Regions from separate parts of the Triticum aestivum genome. Here region 1 is linked to region 2. The links are chromatin contacts, called in public Hi-C maps. All regions are on one chromosome and are shown on one strand. Each heading gives the region's core, a stretch centred on a gene start, on an enhancer-like site or on the middle of the called end of the contact. The rest is flanking DNA. Distances are from core to core; before and after follow the strand shown.

Region 1 (6,007 bases), core at 1,966-4,465, 290 kb after region 2:
ATGGCATATTTTACCAACAAGCTAACATACAAACTATTGGAGATGCCCTTAAGCACAAACCACAAAGAACGGTCAATATTTTCTGACAGCGACGCTTGCCACCCCATTTCTGTGCGAAAAGCAAAGCACGCACGCCGCCTCTGCCTAACCGATCCAGGACGGCATTTTCTTAATTGTAGATGGCCGTTTAGGGTGATCTTGGCTCGAAGCATCACGCACCACACAGTTTTGGGAAAGGAATCAGGGAGCCCCACGGACGATCTGGGCCGCACGCGTCCAATCCACCGGCCAAAGATGGACAGCCTGCTGGGCACTGGTACTACTGCTAGTACTACGCTGTGGCCCCGACAAGCCAACCCATTCTTCAATTATTATTCCGATCAAGTGGGAAGCGTCATCCAAATTAGCCGAGCTCGCACATTACAGCCGCGTCAGCTCTTGCGGGGAAGACGAGCCATGCCGGAGTGACGTCGTACGGCTTTCCGTTCCCCTCTCGGTCTTGGCTCATCTCCGTTTAACTGATTAGACAAACTCGGTGGGACCGATTTGGGTAATAAGTGAAGCAGAGAGTTGGTCAAGCAACCTTGGTGGGACTGATTGCATATCTCGGTGAGACCGAGATTATTAGAATAGGCAACAAAGAGTTTGCAAGCCCATCTCGGTGAGACCGAGATCCCATCGGTGTGACCGAATTGATTAGGGTTTGTGGCAATGGCTATGTCAAGTGAACTCGGTGGCGCCGGATGAAAAATTTCGGTGGGGCCGAGTTTGACTTTTGGGTTGGGACATATGTGGATATGAGAAAGTGGTTGAGGGCTTTGGAGCATATCACTAAGCATTTTGAGTAAGCAAGCCATTAAGCAACACCTCATCCCCCTTTTAATAGTATTGGCTTTCCTATGGACTCAATGTGATCTTGGATCACTAAAAGCAAAATGTAGAGTCTTGAGCTTTAGAGCTTGAGCCAATCTTTTGTCCTTAGCATTTCAAAGGGGTTCCACATCTTCTTGTCCACGCCACTCCATCTGTTGAATTTATCTGAAATATACTAGATAAAAACATTAGTCCAACAAAAGATATGTTGACATTAATTACCAAAACCACCCAGGGAGCACTTGTGCTTTCAACAGGTTTGTCAACATCATCGACTACAAGTTCGCCACGGTGGATACCAAAGACGATGTAAAAGCGCTCAGTGTTACGGGCTTGGCCTGTAAGAACCTTGTCGAAATCCGTGAACACTACAGGGTCTAGGGCAGCACGAAGCAGGACTCCCTGGTCGAACTCGCCTCGGCCATCATCGACCCCTACTATGAAAAGATGAAGCAGGATGCCCAAAGAACAAGTCTCGTATCCTGGCACAAGGCCTGGATGCGACAACTGGATGAACCTCACCTCAGGTTCGCGGCCAAGAGCGTGTACACATGCTACGAGATGCACAAGCGAATCGTTGACATGAGGAAGTGCCTCGTTACCCAAATCGATGAGCCCGGATCGAGCCACAAGAAGAGCAAGCGTCACAAGAAGTAGATGATGATCAACTGATCCTTTATGCTAGTTAATCATGCATGTAATATATAGTTTACTTTATTGGTGTGTGTGAAAATGTCATGTGTGTAGTAGCCACCTATGTAATTATGCATGTAATAGTTTACTTTGGTGTGTGCAAATGCCGTGATTGTAGTTGCCACCTATGTAAGTGGATGTTTAATTTGGTTATGTAAGCATGTCCTTATAAGTGTGTGTGTGTGTGTGTGTGTGTCTATATATATATATGTTGTTGTTCTGTACGCAATCCCATCGCACAACACACACGTCTTATTAGCAGCAACCGTCTGTGTTCTTATCGGCCTTCAGACACATTTCTGATTACAGACCTGTTTGTCCCGTATCACACACATTGTATTGAGTTGAACCGTTTTTGTTCTCATGTCTCAACGCAAACAGTTCATCCGAGTGAACTGCATGCCGTATATCGCACACACCTTTGATCTGGCTGACCGTTTCTTTTGTGTTGCCTAATCACAAACAGTTCATCTGAGTAAACCGTATGCTGTGTATCGCACACGCCTCCATCTGGATGCCCGTTTCTTTTGTTCCTCATCATCGCAAACAGTTCATTGAACTGAACCGTATGCCCTTCATCGCACACGCAACTAAAACCTGAATCGTGTTTGATGCATCCGTCGTCGCAAACGTTTTACACATTTCTGACGGTTTTCATACAACACCGTTTGCGATTATGACATCGCACACAGTTTCTTGAAGGGTCTCTGATTATAGTGTCGCGTTAGCAGCATCCTGCAGTAGTGGAAGACGCATGCGGATGGGCAAAAGGCTCAACAACCTGCTCCTACCTCCGTAGTGATCGACTGCGGGGACGACTAGCGCACCCCCATCTCTTTGTATGCGCCCATGAAGTTCTCATTCACGCCCTCTCGCGTACGTGCTTGTGGGGCTACCCCTGTAACCGTCATATCTTTTTTTCCCTCCTATCAATGCAATGATACGCAAAGCCTTTGCGTATTTGCGAAAAAAATATATCAAAGCCGGGTGATCATCGCTCGATCCAATCGCACTCCCATCCGTGGCAGCAATGACCACCGTGTCCCCTTGCCGTTGCCCCGCGCTACGTGCATACAGGCTCCACCTTAGGGCATCTCCAATGGTCGTAAGATAGTTGTTGGTAGAGTTTGTCACATAGGATTTTTGATGATGTGTCATACAATAAATGAGGAAAGAGAGGAAGGTTGTATGTACATGAACCAACACCCATTGCACAAGCTTCAATGTAGAATGAGAGAACACCCCACTTATTATCTCACATCCTATTGGGCAAACTAGATACAAATCATTGGAGTTGTTGTATGTTAAGGTGTTGGTTGATGACATGACATATTTTACCAACAAGCTAACATACAAACTATTGGAGATATCCTTAAGCACAAACCACAAAGAACGGTCAACATTTTCTGACAGCGACGCTTGCCACCCCATTTCTGTGCGAAAAGCAAAGCACGCACGCCGCATGTTGGCTCGAAGCATCACGCACCACACAGTTTTGGGAAAGGAATCGGGGAGCCCCGCGGACGATCTGGGCCACACGCGTCCAATCCACCGGCCAAAGATGGACAGCCTGCTGGGCACTGGTACTACCGCTAGTTACTACGCGATGGCCCCGACAAGCCAACCCATTCTTCAATTATTCCGATCAAGTGGGAAGCGCCATCCAAATTAGCCGAGCTCGCACACTACTGCCGCGTCAGCTCTTGCGGGGAAGACGAGCCGCGCCGGAGTGACGTCGTACGGCTTCCCGTTCCCCTCTCGGTTTCCCGACGCCTCTCTTGGCTCACCCGCCCGCCCGCCGCCGCCCTGCCACTTCCTCCGCGCGTGAAAGCCCACCGCCTATTCCCCTTCCCTTCGCTCTCCGACGCCGGGCGCCACCCCGGCGGATCGAGCGGGCGGGCGGTTAGTTAGTTGCGCATCGCTGTTGCTTGCTTCTTCTACCGTTTGGCGCAGGGAGGAGGAGCGTGGGGGTAACATCGCTGTTCCACTCCCACCCGGGTGCTGCCCCCTCCTGTTCCCTTCTCACTCACTGCGTGTGCTTATCCGCGCCGGGCGAATCCAATCCCCCACTCTCCCCCGTCCTTCTCCAGAAAAGTCGCGGCTTTCCCCCCGCCCCCTCATGATTCCCGTCGATTCCTCCTCCGCCCATTTGCCCCTCCGCGTCGCAGAATCCCCCGCGCCACCGCTGCTGACCGTCGCGCGGTAGGGGGAGGGGCAGGAGCGAGGAGCCTAGCTCGGGGGTGGTCGTGGTGGCGACCGGCGGCGAGATGTCGTCGTCGCGGTCCAACAACCGGCCGGCGTGCTCGCGGGGGAGCTCGGCGCGCTCCAAGCACAGCGAGCGGGTGGTGGCGCAGACGCCCGTGGACGCGCGCCTGCACGCCGAGTTCGAGGGCTCGCAGCGCCACTTCGACTATTCCTCCTCGGTCAGCGCGCTCAACCGCTCCGGGGCCAGCACCAGCTCCGCCGTCTCCGCCTACCTCCAGAACATGCAGCGGGGCCGCTACATCCAGCCCTTCGGCTGCCTGCTCGCGATCCACCCGGAGTCCTTCGCGCTGCTCGCCTACAGCGAGAACGCCGCCGAGATACTCGACCTCACGCCGCACGCCGTGCCCACCATCGACCAGCGCGACGCGCTCGCCGTCGGCGCCGACGTGCGCACGCTCTTTCGCTCCCAGAGCGCCGTCGCCCTGCACAAGGCCGCCGTCTTCGGGGAGGTCAACCTGCTCAACCCAATCCTCGTCCACGCCAGGACCTCCGGGAAGCCCTTCTACGCCATCTTGCACCGCATCGACGTCGGCCTCGTCATCGACCTCGAACCGGTCAACCCCGCCGACGTGCCCGTCACCGCCGCCGGCGCGCTCAAGTCGTACAAGCTCGCCGCCAAGGCCATCTCCAGGCTGCAGTCCCTGCCCAGTGGCAACCTCTCCCTGCTCTGCGATGTGCTGGTCCGGGAGGTAAGCGAGCTCACTGGCTATGACAGGGTGATGGCATACAAGTTCCATGAGGACGAGCATGGTGAGGTCATTGCCGAGTGCAGGAGGTCTGATTTGGAGCCGTATCTTGGCCTGCACTACCCGGCAACTGACATCCCACAAGCATCCAGGTTTCTGTTTATGAAGAACAAAGTGCGGATGATATGTGATTGTGCTGCAAGTCCTGTGAAGCTCATTCAGGATGACAACCTGTCACAGCCTATCAGCCTCTGTGGCTCGACCATGAGAGCACCCCATGGTTGCCATGCCCAGTACATGGCCAACATGGGCTCCATCGCGTCGCTGGTGATGTCGATCACTATAAACGAGGACGACGATGAGGATGGAGACACTGGGAGTGACCAGCAGCCGAAAGGCAGGAAGCTGTGGGGGCTGGTGGTTTGCCATCACACGAGCCCGAGGTTCGTCCCCTTCCCTCTCAGGTATGCTTGCGAATTTCTCTTGCAAGTGTTCGGCATACAGCTCAACAAGGAGGTGGAACTTGCTTCTCAGGCAAAGGAGAGGCACATCCTCCGCACGCAGACGCTTCTGTGTGATATGCTCCTCAGGGATGCTCCTGTTGGGATATTTACCCAGTCTCCCAATGTAATGGATCTGGTGAAGTGCGATGGTGCAGCATTGTGTTACCAAAACCAGATTATGGTGCTGGGATCAACACCCTCTGAAGGAGAGATAAAGAAGATTGTCGCGTGGCTGCTGGAGTGCCATGATGGCTCTACTGGGCTAAGTACGGACAGCTTATTGGAAGCAGGATATCCTGGTGCGTCTGCGCTCGGTGAGGTTGTCTGTGGCATGGCAGCTATAAAGATCTCTTCCAAAGGATTTATCTTCTGGTTCCGGTCGCACACAGCAAAGGAGATCAAGTGGGGTGGAGCTAAGCATGAACCAGGTGATGCAGATGACAATGGCAGGAGGATGCATCCACGTTCTTCGTTCAGGGCCTTCTTGGAGGTAGTTAAATGGAGGAGTGTTCCTTGGGAGGATGTTGAAATGGACGCAATCCATTCTCTCCAGCTAATATTGCGTGGCTCCCTGCAAGATGAAGATGCTAACGACAACAATGCAAGGTCAATTGTTGAAGCTCCATCTGATGACATCAAGAAGATACAGGGGCTACTTGAACTGAAAATTGTGACAAATGAGATGGTGCGCCTAATTGAGACAGCAACTGCTCCTATATTGGCTGTCGACATCGTTGGTAACATAAACGGATGGAATAATAAAGTTGCAGAAATTACTGGATTACCCACCACGGAAGCCATAGGGATGCTTCTGGTAGATCTCGTGGAGGGTGATTCTGTTGAAGTGGTTAAGCAAATGTTGAACTCAGCTCTGCAAGGTTGTCACTATGTCTTGAATCTGGTCCTTTTATGCTTTCCAGCTTAGTTATAACATGTACATCATTTTTTGGTGACACATCTGTGTTTCATTTCTCCTTTATATTTCAG
Region 2 (6,000 bases), core at 913-3,412:
ATACCGATGATCGAATCTCGGACAAGTAACATACCGATGACAAAGGGAACAACGTATGTTGTTATGCGATCTGACCGATAAAGATCTTCGTAGAATATGTAGGAGCCAATATGAGTATCCAGGTTCCGCTATTGGTTATTGACCGAAGACGTGTCTCGGTCATGTCTACATTGTTCTCGAACCCGTAGGGTCCGCACGCTTAAGGTTTCGATGACAGTTATATTATGAGTTTATGAGTTTTGATGTACCGAAGAAGTTCGGAGTCCCAGATGAGATCAGGGACATGACGAGGAGTCTCGAAATGGTCGAGACGTAAAGATCGATATATTGGACGACTATATTCAGACATCGGAAAGGTTTCGAGTGGTTCGGGTATTTTTTGGAGTTACCGGGGAGTTACGGGAATACGGGGGAAGAAGTATATGGGCCTTATTGGGCTTTAGGGGAGAGGGAGAGGCAGGCCGCGTGCCCCCCATTGACTAGTCCGAATTGGACTAGGGGGAGGGGCGGCGCCCCCTCCTTCCTTCTCTTCCCTCTTCCCCTTCCTTGTCTCCTACTCCTACTACATGGAAGGACTCCTAGTTGGACTAGGAAAGGGGGAATCCTACTCCCGGTGGGAGTAGGACTCCCCTAGGGCGCGCCATAGAGAGGGCCGGCCCTCCCCTCCTCCACTCCTTTATATACGGGGGCAGGGGCACCCCATAGACACAAGTTGATCTTCGTGATCGTTCTCTTAGCCGTGTGCGGTGCCCCCTCCACCATACTCCTCGATAATATTGTAGCAGTGCTTAGGCGAAGCCCTGCGACGGTAGAACATCCAGATCGTCACCACGCCGTCGTGCTGACGGAACTCTTTCCCGACACTTTGCTGGATGGGAGTCCGGGGATCGTCATCGAGCTGAACGTGTGCTAGAACTCGGAGGTGCCGTAGTTTCGGTGCTTGATCGGTCGGGCCGTGAAGACGTATGACTACATCAACCGCGTTGTGCTAACGCTTCCGCTTCCGGTCTACGAGGGTACGTAGACAACACTCTCCCCTCTCGTTGCTATGCATCACCATGATCTTGAGTGTGCGTAGAAATTTTTTGAAATTACTACGTTCCTCAACAGTTGCATTCTTATTTATTGCACATCATGGTATTTTTAGACGATATACAGAATACCATATTTTTAAGCTTTGTTGTGCGTGACAGAAAAAATAGGCTTTTTTTTGGCCATACGCGGATGGGGGGAGGGGTACACAGGGAGGGTTCCTCCAGCCAATGTTTTCGTTCGTTCTCTCCCTCTCCAGGGAACAAGTGGGGGAGACTTGTATGAGATCTCACATTTAGGTGTGATCATGAGATCAACCCTAAAAACGTATATTTAGACATTTGAAAAACAATCTGAAATTATTTAACAACATTCATGCGAGCTATGTCTACAACTTTGAAAAAACAGCTGAAAACTTGATGTACATTTAGAGATTCACAAAATATAAATTTCAATGTGGACAGTGGCAGCTTTGCGTGTATGGTACTTTGACACTTCCATGAATGTAAGTCGAATTAGGAGCTGAATCTTTTTGAGATTGTACACCAAACATTGATGTATGTCTACAAAAAATTTGGAAATGCTTGAACATGTATTTTTTAAATAAAAAAATCGATCTCATTAATATCACCTGATGTGAGATCTCACACAACTCTGCCCCGGGAACGAGTCGTCCTCCGGGTTCCTCCCCAGTTGCCGTCGGCAAGATATCGCGGTCCTCATTTTTTTTGAACAACATCTGATTAGCACTAGGCAACCATTGACAAGCCCCTACCGGGCAGGCTAGTTTGGTCATCTCTTTCCGGTCCATTTCTTGTCCGAGCTCAGATCATGTCATCATGACAGCAAAAGATGACCACCCAGGGTTAAGCACAATTCGACCGGGTGGTTCCGTGGGCTCTGGCTCGGGAGCGAATGCCAGCGCGCCACTTGCCTTCGTCACAGTGCGAGAACACTGCAAACTGATCGCTCAGTGTCACATCCAGCTTGCTCTACCACCGCCAGTAGAATTACTGTGCATCGTGAAAAATGCAGGGAGCTTTCTGTGCGGTGATCATCCTCGGGGAGGGAGAACGCCGACTAACAGCCACGACAGCGACGGCCTCCCCCGGGCGGGTGTGGTCGACGGTGCGAGCCAACGAGGCCAAGCGTTGGCCGTGTGGTGTGTGCCGCTGCCTTTCCAGCTTCTAGCTTCTTCTGCCCGGCTTCTTCTCCTTCTTCCCACCGGCAAGTCTCCTCCCCCGGATGAGCCAGGTGACGGACGCATATATAGCCGCGTACTCATTCATCCACACCGCCTCCCCATCCAATTCCCTCGCTCCACCGCCGCTCCTTCTCGGCCCTTCCCCGCCCCCTCGCATTGCAGGGAGGAGAGGACTCAATCAAGGTGATGTACCAGTACCACCACATCGTTGTCTCTCTCCCTCTCTCTCGATCGAAATCAGAAACATGCATTTGATTTAGGACTGCGTGTGGATGATTGGTTGATTTGATTGCGCCATGCCGAACCTTCTTGATGGCGGAAGCGTGTGCTTTCATTCACCAGTTAATTCCGTTTCTTTTTGGAGTGTGTTCTACGCTTCGAACTGCCCTTTCTTCTCATCAATTGTTTCCCTCTTTTGTGCCTAGCGAATAGTAGCGGGAATCGGTTGCGATCGGCAGTTGGTAGATCGATCGATCTCCTCTCTTGCTCTGCTCGCGTGAAATTGACGTGCCTCTGTTTCATTTTCTAACTCTGTTCTGCGAAGGAAGAGACTATAAGGTGGAAAATTTCGGCTAGAATTCTGACTTGGGAGGTGTGTGTGGAGTGCAGATGCCGACCATCATCATCAAGGTGGACCTGGATTGCGCCCGCTGCCACCGCAAGATCGAGAGGGTGCTCGACAGGATCAGAGGTACGTGCTTCGCTCGCACATCCTGTTTTCTGGATCAGAAGCTGTTGGTGTCGGCGTTAGCTTTGAGCCTGATGGTATTCTTGGCGTGCTTGCAGAGAAGGGCGAGTTCGTGATCGACGACATCGAGTACGATGAGAAGAACAACAAGGTGATCGTGAAGGGCCCCTTCGACGCGGACAAGCTCTCCGACAAGCTCTGCTGCAAGGCCTGCAAGATCATCAAGGAGATCGAGATCGTGGAGCCGCCGCCGCCGCCGCCGCCGGAGGAGCCCAAGAAGGAGGTGCCCGCGCCCCCGCCGCCGGAGCCGGAGGTCGTGGTGCCGCCGCCGCCAGCGGTCGTGGAGGAGCCCAAGTGCCCCGAGCCGGCACCGGAGCCGCCCAAGGAGGAGCCGCCCAAGGAGGAGCCGCCCAAGGAGGAGCCGCCCAAGAAGGAGGAGCCCGCGCCCCCGCCGCCCAAGGTCGTGGAGGTGCCGTACCCGTGGCCGTACCCCTACCCGTACCCGGCGTGGCCGTCGGACTGCTGCTGCTGCCACGGCCACGGCCACGGCGGCTGCTCCTGCAAGGAAGAGCCGGCGCCCGCGCCCGCGCCCGCGCCCCCGCCGCCCCAGTACAACATCTACCCGCAGTACCCGCCGTACCCGCAGCAGCCGGCGTACCCGCCGTGCGGCGGCTACAAGATCGTCTGCGAGGAGGACCCCTCCTACGCCTGCGCCATCATGTGATCGATCCATCAGTACGCCGTACAGTACTCCGTTCCCACCACCAGCTCCGTCGGTTGCTACGCTGCCGCCATTAATCCGGCCGTCCCGTATAAGCACCGTACAGATACGATGAACTCTTCGCGTACATATACACGCGCCACATCACATATACACCTACTCTCTACTCCCTCACTGTTTATTTCCCTGTGATTAGTAGAAGCCAGAATAAAATACATCACTACCCAAATGCATTCATGTGGTACTGCGTATACTACTACTACTACTAGAAACTAAGGAGGATCTGAGATCGATCGATCAGTGTCTGCCGTCTCATTCTCAGCGCCCCACTTTCATCAAATTATTAGTATGTGCTGCTGTGACATCTTGTCACTTTAAATTATGTATTCATGTATGTTGCACTCTGATCTGATGGGGTTGTGCCAGGCTTCACTATCCTCACAGGCTACACTTTGTTGCGATGCCTCCGTCTGTCCCCAGAAGTGATTATGCAGTGTATTATTATTCTGTATGTGCATGTAAAGATGGGGCGAAAACACACGGTTGATGGGTACGGACGGGATTGCGTCGAGGAGCGTCATGAGGAGGTCGTGATTAGGCGCGCACGTAACGCTGAGGCGATCTCTGATCGGGACGGGAGTAGGTGTTAAAGCGGGCGAGGTGGATGATGTGTCGCCGGCGTGGCCTCAGACGGTGGTGGGTGACATGAATAGATGGAGGCCAAGCAAACCACGTGCGACGTGTGGTTGGCCGTGTCGAATTCACACCAAAACAGATGGAGGCCATGCAAACACAAGCTAGTTGGGGCCAATTTTTCTTCATGGGTTTAAATTCAACTGAAAGTGAGCTCACCTCTCGAGTTCACCGTTGTTTGTTTCGTGAGGTGGTGGAGAATCAGAAGTCGCATCCACCTTGCGAGGACAAAATGGTTCTTGTGGTATGGTACCCTTTCTTCTTCCTTGCCCTCGAATTGCCGGGAACGGAGACGGAGGACCCACGGCCATTTCCGGCTACAGGCTGAGAGGTGAAAGGAAAGGAGGAGGCGTTCGGCGGTTGTGGGTGGGGTTGCTCGTAGCGGGCGGTGGGTTAGACTGTCCACGGCGACGTCGCCGTCGCCTGTATCTCCTCTCGGGGTCGGGGGTCCTGTCCTCCTCAGCTCGCCTCGATTGTGCCTACCGGTACCGGAGGACGGGAACGGGACGAGAGAGTGGGCGGAGATATGCAGGATCCCCATGGCTTTCCATGCCCGGCCCCCAGGGAGTCGACGCCGATCGGGACGGGCCACCGGCACCTCTTTTGCGCGGATCCTGCGCCCGTGGGCCTGGGAATTGTTCTCGTCCCTCGTGCTTCAGTCTCATGGGCCGTCTCACTTCTCACGACACGGACGGGCGAATTTCGACTCGAAAACCTCTGCATCGTCTAAAAAAACTCAAAAACCTCTGCTGTTATGCAGCCGTTGCCATCGACGAGCGCAACTGACTAGTCTTGGTGATGGCCAGCCCAACCTTGATGCATCGTCATACGACAACGGTCGCGCATGAATCTTGCAGAAATCATGGGAGCTACTCCCTCCGTTCCAAATTACTTGTCGCCGAAATAGATGTATTTAGAACTAAAATACATCTAAATACATTTATACCTACGACAAGTAATTTGGAACGGAGAAAGTAGTATTACAGAGACCCACTACCCAATCGACCCAGACCAGACAGCGTATGGTTGTCACCTCACCCTCCGATTGCACGAGGCGCCATGCCCTTTTTGGTCCAGTACAGTGCACTACAGCAGCCCCGGCCAAGTCGCAAATCCTATCGCGATTTTCGTCTTGTAGCTTGATCAGCTGAGCTCCCCGTCTTGGCAAGTTGCGGCCCGCTGCTGATCCTGACCTGCCACGTACACCGTCGGTGTTCAACTGGATAAGCCAAGGCAGGACACTGCACATTAGTGCGGTCGAGCTCCACCCAAAGAACAGAAATTACAGTCCGGTGTTCTGTCCCATTGGCTGCTCTCCGCGAAAAGTGCCTCCTGACGGCACACACGAGATGTTCCACCACCGACGCTATCGGCCTATCATTGAGTCTTTTTCGATGAAGGGCGATTTTATTATCTCAGAATGTAGCATCAAGAAGATACAAAACATTATGAGTAACATCCACTACAACACGGTTTAGAAACAGAGGCATTTTCTAAAAGGCGTTAAAAAGGTGCCTTAGACTCACTAATGAAGAACGCCTCAAAACAGGCTGGCATTCCGAGAAAATGCAGTAATATGTAATAGCTAAAGGAGCGTTTTGCAAAATGCGACAGCAGATTTAGAGGCGTTTATAAAACGCCATAATATATGAAAGCATAGGG

Evidence for each region. Hi-C and Micro-C count contacts between places; a contact is called where the count stands out from the background.
Region 1: a contact with region 2 is called in a Hi-C map of leaf, with 7 times the contacts expected there. The contact joins the promoter of LOC123105051 here to the promoter of LOC123105050 in region 2. A contact is called at or near these places in 2 of 5 Hi-C or Micro-C datasets (both in leaf) and 1 of 1 datasets of contacts at active chromatin or transcription factors (leaf).

Annotation. Positions count from the first base shown.
Region 1 is chr5A:588,441,103-588,447,109 of IWGSC CS RefSeq v2.1, forward strand. It overlaps LOC123105051 (phytochrome C), which reads left to right and starts at 3,216. Exons shown (of 4, transcript XM_044527025.1): 1 at 3,216-5,898. The coding sequence starts at 3,834.
Region 2 is chr5A:588,155,116-588,161,115 of IWGSC CS RefSeq v2.1, forward strand. It overlaps LOC123105050 (protein PYRICULARIA ORYZAE RESISTANCE 21), which reads left to right and starts at 2,163. Exons shown (of 3, transcript XM_044527024.1): 1 at 2,163-2,419; 2 at 2,846-2,927; 3 at 3,023-4,086. The coding sequence starts at 2,846. The coding sequence ends at 3,648.